Regions from separate parts of the Callithrix jacchus genome. Here region 2 is linked to region 1. The links are chromatin contacts, called in public Hi-C maps. All regions are on one chromosome and are shown on one strand. The core of a region is the stretch at or near the end of the contact, and the rest is flanking DNA. Distances in the headings are between cores, read along the strand shown.

Region 1 (4,308 bases), core at 1,083-3,582:
CCCAGGCTGGAGTGCAATGGCGCGATCTCGGCTCACCGCAACCTCCGCCTCCTGGGTTCAGGCAATTCTCCTGCCTCAGCCTCCTGAGTAGCTGGGATTACAGGCACGTGCCACCATGCCCAGTTAATGTTTTGTATTTTTAGTAGAGACGGAGTTTCACCATGTTGACCAGGATGGTCTCGATCTCTTGACCTTGTGATCCACCTGCCTCAGCCTCCCAAAGTGCTGGGATTCCGTGAGTCACCGCGCCCGGCCCTGCATTTCTATTCCTCAAATTCTTCTTTGAGCCAGTTGTAGTATCTGGATGGTTCCTCATTAATTAATAAGTTGAATTAAACCTTTGATACATATCCATCTTATATTTACGTGACATATTCTTAACTTTTTGAAAATTGTATCTTAGAGGATGCTTACACTGCAGAAATTTGCATATTAGTTGAGAAAAGATAAGACAAAAAATTATAAGGCAGCATACAGTCAATGACAAGTGATCATACGGATTTTGGGGACTGTGGTAGAGTTTCTGCATGACTGCTTTTTTCTTTTGTTTTTACATTACTTTTATTCATTTAACAGACAATTGCTTTGCAATATGAAGCACTGTGGAAGAGAATACAAGGACAATTCAGACACAAACCTGTCCTGGAGTTAGCAGTTTCATGCGGGAATATAGGAAAGGAAAAAAAACACCTTTTCTCTACTGCATTATATTCAATGGCTGGGACCTGCAAATTAGGCTAAAACAGATTAACAGGGGAGAAAATTCTATTTATACATGCAACATGAGTACATGTGGGAAAGTAACTTAAAAAGTTGGTAAGTAATTTAAAAAGTTGGTTAGAATCGGGGACTTTGACATCATCTTAATAGGTGCAGGTGGGGAGAAGAAAGGCACTTATAAGAAAAGAGATTACTGGCTAGGTGCAGTGGCTCATGCCTAGAATCCCAGCACTTTGGGGGGCCGAAATGGGTGTATCATTTGAGGGCAGGAGTTAGAGACCAGCTTGGCCAAAATGGTGAAATGCTGTTTCTACTAAAAACACAAAAATTAGCCAGGTGTGGTAGTGCGTGCCTGTATTCCCAGCTACTTGGGAGACAGGTACAAGAATTGCCTGAACTCGGGAGGCAGAGGTTGCAGTGAGCCAACACTGTGCCAAGACACCATCTTAAACAAAAAAGAAAACAGATTACTTTTTGGAAAGATAAGAGGGTTTTCAGGGGAAAAGTAGGAAATAAGAAAGTTTGTGATAATGTTTCTCTTTCTGTCTCCTTCAAGGCCATGACATTTCCCTGGAGAAGGAATTTGAAATATGTTTTACTCATGCTCTCCCTTCTAGAGTAGAGCTGCCCTGAAAAGGAATTAATTACGGCCACCTTATCTCCAAGGTTGCCGCCCTTAGTCAGATAAGAGAATCCCCCAAAAAAGCTTTGTTCCTTTCCATATCACTGAATCTCGAATATCTTTAGCTTAAAATAATCTTTATGCCAAAGTGGCATATTTGGGGATGGCATATCCTGATTCTTTTCAGGAGAAAGATGTAAATTAATCATTACAAAATAGTAATAATGGGTTCAGAAGAGAGGAACATTTGCAACCTTGCTGTGTCCTAAATGCTTTGTTATTTTGTTAAAACCTGAAATTTTGTAGGAATTTTACCCCAGTTTCATAATCAGAGCACAGAGAACCAACCAAGTGTTATAACAGCCATGAGCAAGATGCAATGGGAGCCCCCAAAGCAATTTTCCATACCTTAACTCCTGAGACCAAAGCATTCCCCTCACCCCTCTATTCATTTGGTTCACTCTGGACTCAGACCAAATCCTGTCACAGGAAGAGCCACCAAGTAGGAGGCCTGGTACAGGCCCGGCCAGCAAGGACAACATGTCACTGCAGGACTTTGGAGCTCTCAGGTGTGGAGTCAGTTAAGACCAGCTCTTGCTGGGAAGTCATAGATCTGGAGGGACAGAGGCAGGTAAGGTAAGTTCACTTCCTTGAGCTTTCTGTCTTTGGTGCTGCTTACAGTCTTAGGATATCTGATATTCAGGAAAGGAGGATGAGGTAACATTCAAAGTTGGGTCTTATCTGAGAAAGTAGCAGGGATTGACAGCCCCTTCTCTTCCCCCAGTGCTGGCCAGAGTTACAGAAGGTGGACTGTAAACACTGGCAAATATTGACAGAAGTCAAGGTCATGGCAAGACCATTTGGCCCACGTCTGTTGGGGAAGTATAAACCCACGGTTCAAAAAGACTGGTCAACTGGATTTGCATTCCCAGAAACCAGGACATTTCTGAAACTGAGTTTTAAAACTGGCAGCTCTTTTGCCATCCCTTTGTATTTTCGCAGTCTCTCCCTATGCCAGCTTTCTTACAGCTGTTCAGATTTCCTGTTGTAATTTTTTTTTTCCTTTTTCTCCAGGGAGGGGAAATCAGTATTACCTCTTCTCTAGAAAGGAGGTGGTTGGGCTGGTCTTAAGCGTGTTAGATCTTTTTTGATTCAAACCAGGTGTCTGGGCTGGGTGAATTCCAGCCTGGGGTGAGGACTTTGATCACCAGATGTTTTATTGGTGTGCATGCTGCCTCGTGGTTGCCTGGCTGGTTTCTGCTTCAAATGGTACGTATGCTTTCCCTCAACTCAGTTTACCAGGCATTTGGTGTCAATTTGTGAGGTTATGAGAAACTCTGTCTAGAGCTTTAAGGAAGTTTGCATTTATGATATTTCTTTCTTCTATTGAAAAATCTCACATTATCCTAATGTTCTGTACTCAGTAGAAGTTTAGTATACATTTAATGATGATCCTGCTCTCTGAAGTGGGTGGTTACTGCTTACTTTCCTTTTCTGTTCTGGGACCAAAGAGAGTACTAATTTCAAAATCCTATGAGGTCTTACTTGTTATAAACTCCAGGACCACTATTTGGGGAGGGAATCATTTGTTTAGGAGTGGACAACTTGTGGCTGAATTTGAGTAAAAGTCCTCTAATTCTTTTGGAAATAAAACTTTGGAAATCTTCTGGAAGGGAGGGACATGGACATACATGGACATGGAAGACTATAAGAATCAGAATCAATAATCCAGCAAAAAGAGACAAAGATGGGGAAATCTAATAAGGGTTTCGGACAGCACATGATATGGCAAATGAATTTATTTTCTTTTTCCTTCCAGCAGAGCACTGTCCAGAACTTCCTCCAGTGGACAACAGCATATTTGTTGCAAAGGAGGTGGATGGACAGATTCTGGGCACTTACGTTTGTATCAAGGGCTACCACCTTGTAGGAAAGAAGACCCTTTTCTGCAATGCCTCTAAGGAGTGGGATAACACCACCACTGAGTGCTGCTGTAAGTTAGATCCTGCTACATCTTTGCCTGTGTTTTACTCCTTCACATCCTACTTCTTGTAGGCCATGGTAAAACTTTATGAGAAAACAAAAATTCTCAATTTCTAGGAGCCCTCTTTTAAAGCACACCAGTGAAGGAGCATCTCTTGGAAGCTCCATGATCAGATCTTGATCAGTACTAATTTAGGTGAATTAACAGGATCAATTCACCCTATGGGAAATAAAGAAATTTCTTCCAGATACTAGTACTATTTTTTTTTTTTTTTTGCTGTAATTTCTTTAACCTGATATTGGTTTAAAAATGTTTATGTTATGAAAAATTTTAAATGTATACAACAGACAGAAGAGTCAAATTAACTCATATAGACTCGTCACATAATTTCATCAATTGTCCACACCTGAGTAATCTTGTTTCATGCATATCCTCACTTTATTATTTTGAAGGAAGTACATTGTATTATTTTATTTCACCCATCAACTTTGAACTGGGAATAGTTTATATTCTCAGTTTACAGATGTGATAATTGAGATCCAACTGACTTGCTCAAAGTCACAAAGCTCATTTCTGGTATCCTCTGTGGAGATGGGGAATAATTCATCCGTATTCCATTTATTACTCCTATTTTTTAAAGAATAGTTGTATCAGTTCTCTTGTATACCCAGAGTAGAGTACACCAATATTATTATCCTTCATTCATATAACCACACTCATGTCCCTGAGCATTCTCTCCTGGTTTTTTTTTTTTTTTCCACTCCATGGAAAAAAAGCATAACAAAGTAAATAACGATAAGTGTACATTTGGGTGGATGAAAGGAAAGGAAAGACTTGCCTCAAACATAGGCTCAATAATTTTGAGCCATGCTTAATGTAACAGTACAACAAGCATGCTGTTGATAGTTTTCAGTTATGTACTTATTTACTTCTAGTTGCCAGGTCATGTTGTTCTTGTGCATGACAAAGATTTTTTTGTACT
Region 2 (4,308 bases), core at 1,091-3,590, 330 kb after region 1:
AGTACCCATGCAGAGAGACACCTAAGCAAAGAGTATTCTAAGCAAAAGGAATATTAAATGGCAGGGGAAAACAAGAGAAAAATATACCTGCTGTACTTGGAGAAATAATTTGTTTGCATGCTGATGGTAAAATCCAGCAGAAAGAGGGGTATGATAATCCTGGAGAAAGTGAGAATTGCTGGTTTCCTTGAGTGAGTGGGAGCAAATTGATTCTAGGGCACAACTGGAGAGATCACCCTTAGAGAGGACTGTAAGCAGTGCACACTAACAGGAGAGAAGGAGGTTACATAGGCCAAATACAAGAATTTGGGTGGAGTGATGGTAGAAAATTGTAGATCTCTTTGATTGTTTCTATTTTCTCTATTAAAAAAAAGAAGCAAAGCTATTCACAGAGATTAAGAATGTTGGAGATGGTGTCAGAAAGAGATGTCAACATAAAAATATGCAATAGTCATTTAGGAGAATGGGAGAACAAATGGGTTAGACAAACAGTGGGAATAGCAGGCAGAAGGATAATGGTCCATTTGAAATTATTTGTCACTAAAGTAAGGCTCGTCATGGTGAATATGTGTCTTCTCCAGCCGCATTCAGTTTCACGGGTAAGGGAGCAAAATAATGGAGAATTTATTCTAACCAGGATTGTTTTGTCTAATGCCTATAATAAAGCAAGAAAGGGGTGAGGGAGCTGAAGGTGGATTTAAGATGGTGATTATAATGACAGAGTATGGAATTTAACCTGGTGGGGATGAAATTGAAGACACAAAGGGGATGAGAGGCTGAGAGAGATAGCAGTAGGAGCAATGGTCTGCAGGCACTGAGAAACACAAAGATTGCTGGATTCAGTTCAATGGCACTGGGGTAAAAGACAAGAGTAGTATTGGTGGTTAGAGAGTGGGATCATTGAAATCATCGAGGGTTGCAGTGAAGGTGACAAGTTTCAGAGCATGCACATAAGCATAAGTGTCAGGAGAGTGGAGGACAAGACCATAGACAGAGAAGAGGTCAAGGCCAGGGATTTGTAAATGCTATTGCTGTGAATGTTGAAATGACCAGGAGCTGTGGCAGGAGTAATAGTGGAGAAGGTGGCCATGAGCTGGGAGCTAAAACCTTCAAGGAATAAGGGGAGAAAGTAGATACTAGAAGATGGATACCAGCAGAAGTGGTAAGGATTGACACCTTCTGCTAGCATGTGATCTAAAACTAGGGAACTGAGCCTTCTCTTATTCTCTTTTCCTCAGCCTACTACAATCTGTTCTTCTCCCATTAGTCTGTTGACAGCAATTTGAAAGGATGATAGCAAATCCCTAAAAGAATGGCACTGGATGCACTAAACAGTGTGATAAGTGATATGAGCAAAGTAGACGTTTCTTCCAGAATCTTGGGAGAAAGCCGAATGGAAATCAATGTGCACAGAAAGACAAATCCTGTGTGGTAGCAATCATCTGTGGAATCCAACACGGCTCATCTTATAGACAGAGACGGTAGAATACTGGTTACTAGAGGCTGCGGAAGGGAGGGACAACGGGAGATGGAGAGAGGCTAGTTAAAGGGAACAGGACACAGAGACATAGGAGGAATACACATCCTTCATTTTAACCCTCTACCCGAAATCTGCCATTCCTCCATCCATATTTCTTATTACAATAAGTAGCACCACCATTCATTTCTAATCCTGGGGCTAACTCTTGATTGCTTTCTTCTCACCACCAACCTTAAGAAAGGAAGAAACCAAAATCCAACACATGAGCGACTATTCATTCCATCTCCAATATCTTTAATTGTCCACTTCATAAATTCAGTCAGGGCCGCCATCAAACCTCGCTCGGATGTTGGCAAAAGCCCCCTGACTGGTCTCCCCTGTCCATTATTGCCCTAATCTAGTCTCCATACTATACACAGATTTATATGTTGATTCCCTTTTTAAAAATCCTACAATGGCATAACATCTCAATTCAAGATAAGGAAATGAGTTCTTCACATTCCCTCTACACTGTACACATCGCCTGGAATTTCTTCGACACAGAGAGTGAGCAGGCATTTCATTAGCTGACCGTCCCACACACATTCTTGCAAAGAGGAAACGTCTAGCAGGGTGTTTGGAGCTGTTACACAATGTAACAGCTGCCGTCATCCACAGCTTTGTCTGGAAGCGCAGGGGCTCGCACGTGGGATACGTCGGAAGCCCAAGCAGGGTCCCGCTTTGCTGCCGCACCTGGGTCCGCAAGGTGGGCTCTGCGAGCGAAACTCGCTAGAAACAATGCAAATGGGAGTAAACATGACCTCGCCCATAAGGGGAAGCGGTCAAAAAGCATTTTGTCCCGGAACCCCGCAATCCTCCCCATATTCTGGGCGCGGAGCACAGCGATTGGTCACTCCTGTTTTCGCTGCGCTTTTCCTATTTCAATTTTCTTCGAGATCAAATCTGCTTTCCAGATGTGCTTGGGGAGGATGGTGGCCTCTTCTGCGAGAAGCCCAGAGCCTATGGAGCCGCCGGCGCCCCGTCTCCCCTTCTGCTGCGGAGGAACCCCGCTGGCGGTTGTGGTGCTGCTCGCGCTGCCAGTGGCCTGGGGTGAGACGCGGGCGGGCGTGGGGAGGCGCCCGGGTGGACCAGGCACCCGGGGCGCCACAGGGAACTCGCGCTCTGCGCTGCGCGCCTGGGTCCGAAAGCAGGTCGATGGGTGGACTGAGCGCGAGACCCGGCAGGGCGGCGGATCTGGGATCCTTCTGCGCACTGGAGACTCTCGCTGCTTCTGGGTAAGCGTGGAGTTCCCATGTGCAGGAGCTTAAGTCGTGCCCAGCGCAGAGGAAGGCGCAGATGCTGAGCTGGTGCCGCACGGAGGTCCTTGCCCTTACGTATTCATAGTCTAGGCTGGCTATAACCCAGCATGGCGTTGATCCTAGTGAAAGGGGACGTGGGGATCCGACAAACCTGAGTTCTGGTCCTAGAAACTTAACTGTGTGGCAAGTTAGCACACCTAAGCCTGTTTGCTCTTCTGTAAAATGGGGACACTGATCTCTGCATTGCAGAGTTGCTGCCTCAATGACATCAAGTCTGTCGAGTGTCTAACTCAGGGCCTTGCCCTAGTCCATTTCTATCCTCCAACCATTACCTCTTCACTTCGCTTCCAATGGTGTTCAGACAAGGAGTCCTAGGGATGCAGGTATTGCCTGAAAAGTGGCCTGCATGGGACTGTTCTGGTCACTCGCCCCAAGCCACCACCGCCATCATCACCATGCACCTGACCGCCTACTTTAAGACAGAGCCATGCCAGGCACTTGGGAGTTAGAAGAGCAAGGGAAGCCCGGGAACACACAATGTAACAGCTGCAGGTAGAAGGGAACAATAGATGTGTTTACAGTTTACATTTTAGTGATGTGTTTAGTACAAAATAAAGCCTATTATAACTATGGAAATTCTGAAACCACATCTCTTCCTTTTTCTTAAGTTCAAGTAGGTAAACATCTTCAATTCGAACCCTTCTATTGTTATTTTGGGGGCTCCGCAGAAGTCTTTTTGGTTGCCTAGACTCACTGGAAACACGTCATTTGAAGGGACAGTATTTGTTTTTGTCTAGCCTCTTCCTGACAACTCAGCGTTCACCCTTCTCTGCAACTAGACGTTTTGCATTTATTATTTGAGTGTTCCTTCTTCTCTAAAAGAGTAAGAAAAAAAGAAAACCAAATTTCCCACAAGAGTTGTTGTTAATATTTGATCTCATTAGACACCAGAAAGTACCCTGTCAGGTGAAGAAATATGATAAAACTTACAATTTTATTTTTAGGAGAGAAGCATCCCCAGTAAGTTAAGCAATCGGTTGTCCATGCTTAGGAATTTGTGTCATCCTTGTGAGCACTGGCCCTCTTCTTACTAGAATGTTGTTTCAATTTGCTTACCTTGGTTAAGTTACCATTATAAACAATCCCAGACACTGTTAATTGCAAACAAAAAAATTTACTGATGTTATCACAATAACCTCCAGATGTGAAACAGCCTAAACTACCTAGAAATTTTGTTGCTCAAGTAATTTAAATTTTAAAATGCTGATGGACGCTTGCATTGTTCACGTCCTTTAGTATTTAAAAGAAGTGTAAGAGTAAGAGCTTTGTACCCAATGTGTATCCATAGAGAAATAGGTGGTGGAGTTTTATGAAATCTACTTATTAGGAAGCCAGCGTTCTAGTTTTTCCAGGCTCTGTTACTTACCAACTGGGATCTTGGACCCAGCAAGTTAAGTCACATGACTGACCTTCAGTGTCCATGGGTATAAAACAAGCATAACTGACATCCTGATATCTGAGAGGGGTATT

Evidence for each region. Hi-C and Micro-C count contacts between places; a contact is called where the count stands out from the background.
Region 2: a Hi-C map of skeletal muscle shows a contact between it and region 1, with 5 times the contacts expected there. The contact joins the promoter of CR1 here to the promoter of C4BPB in region 1. A contact is called at or near these places in 2 of 3 Hi-C or Micro-C datasets (induced pluripotent stem cells and skeletal muscle).

What each region holds. Positions count from the first base shown.
Region 1 is chr19:34,598,543-34,602,850 of calJac240_pri, forward strand. It overlaps C4BPB (complement component 4 binding protein beta), which reads left to right and starts at 2,333. Exons shown (of 7, transcript XM_035281078.3): 1 at 2,333-2,611; 2 at 3,162-3,335. The coding sequence starts at 2,554.
Region 2 is chr19:34,927,912-34,932,219 of calJac240_pri, forward strand. It overlaps CR1 (complement C3b/C4b receptor 1 (Knops blood group)), which reads left to right and starts at 2,341. Exons shown (of 33, transcript XM_078357041.1): 1 at 2,341-2,569. The coding sequence starts at 2,434.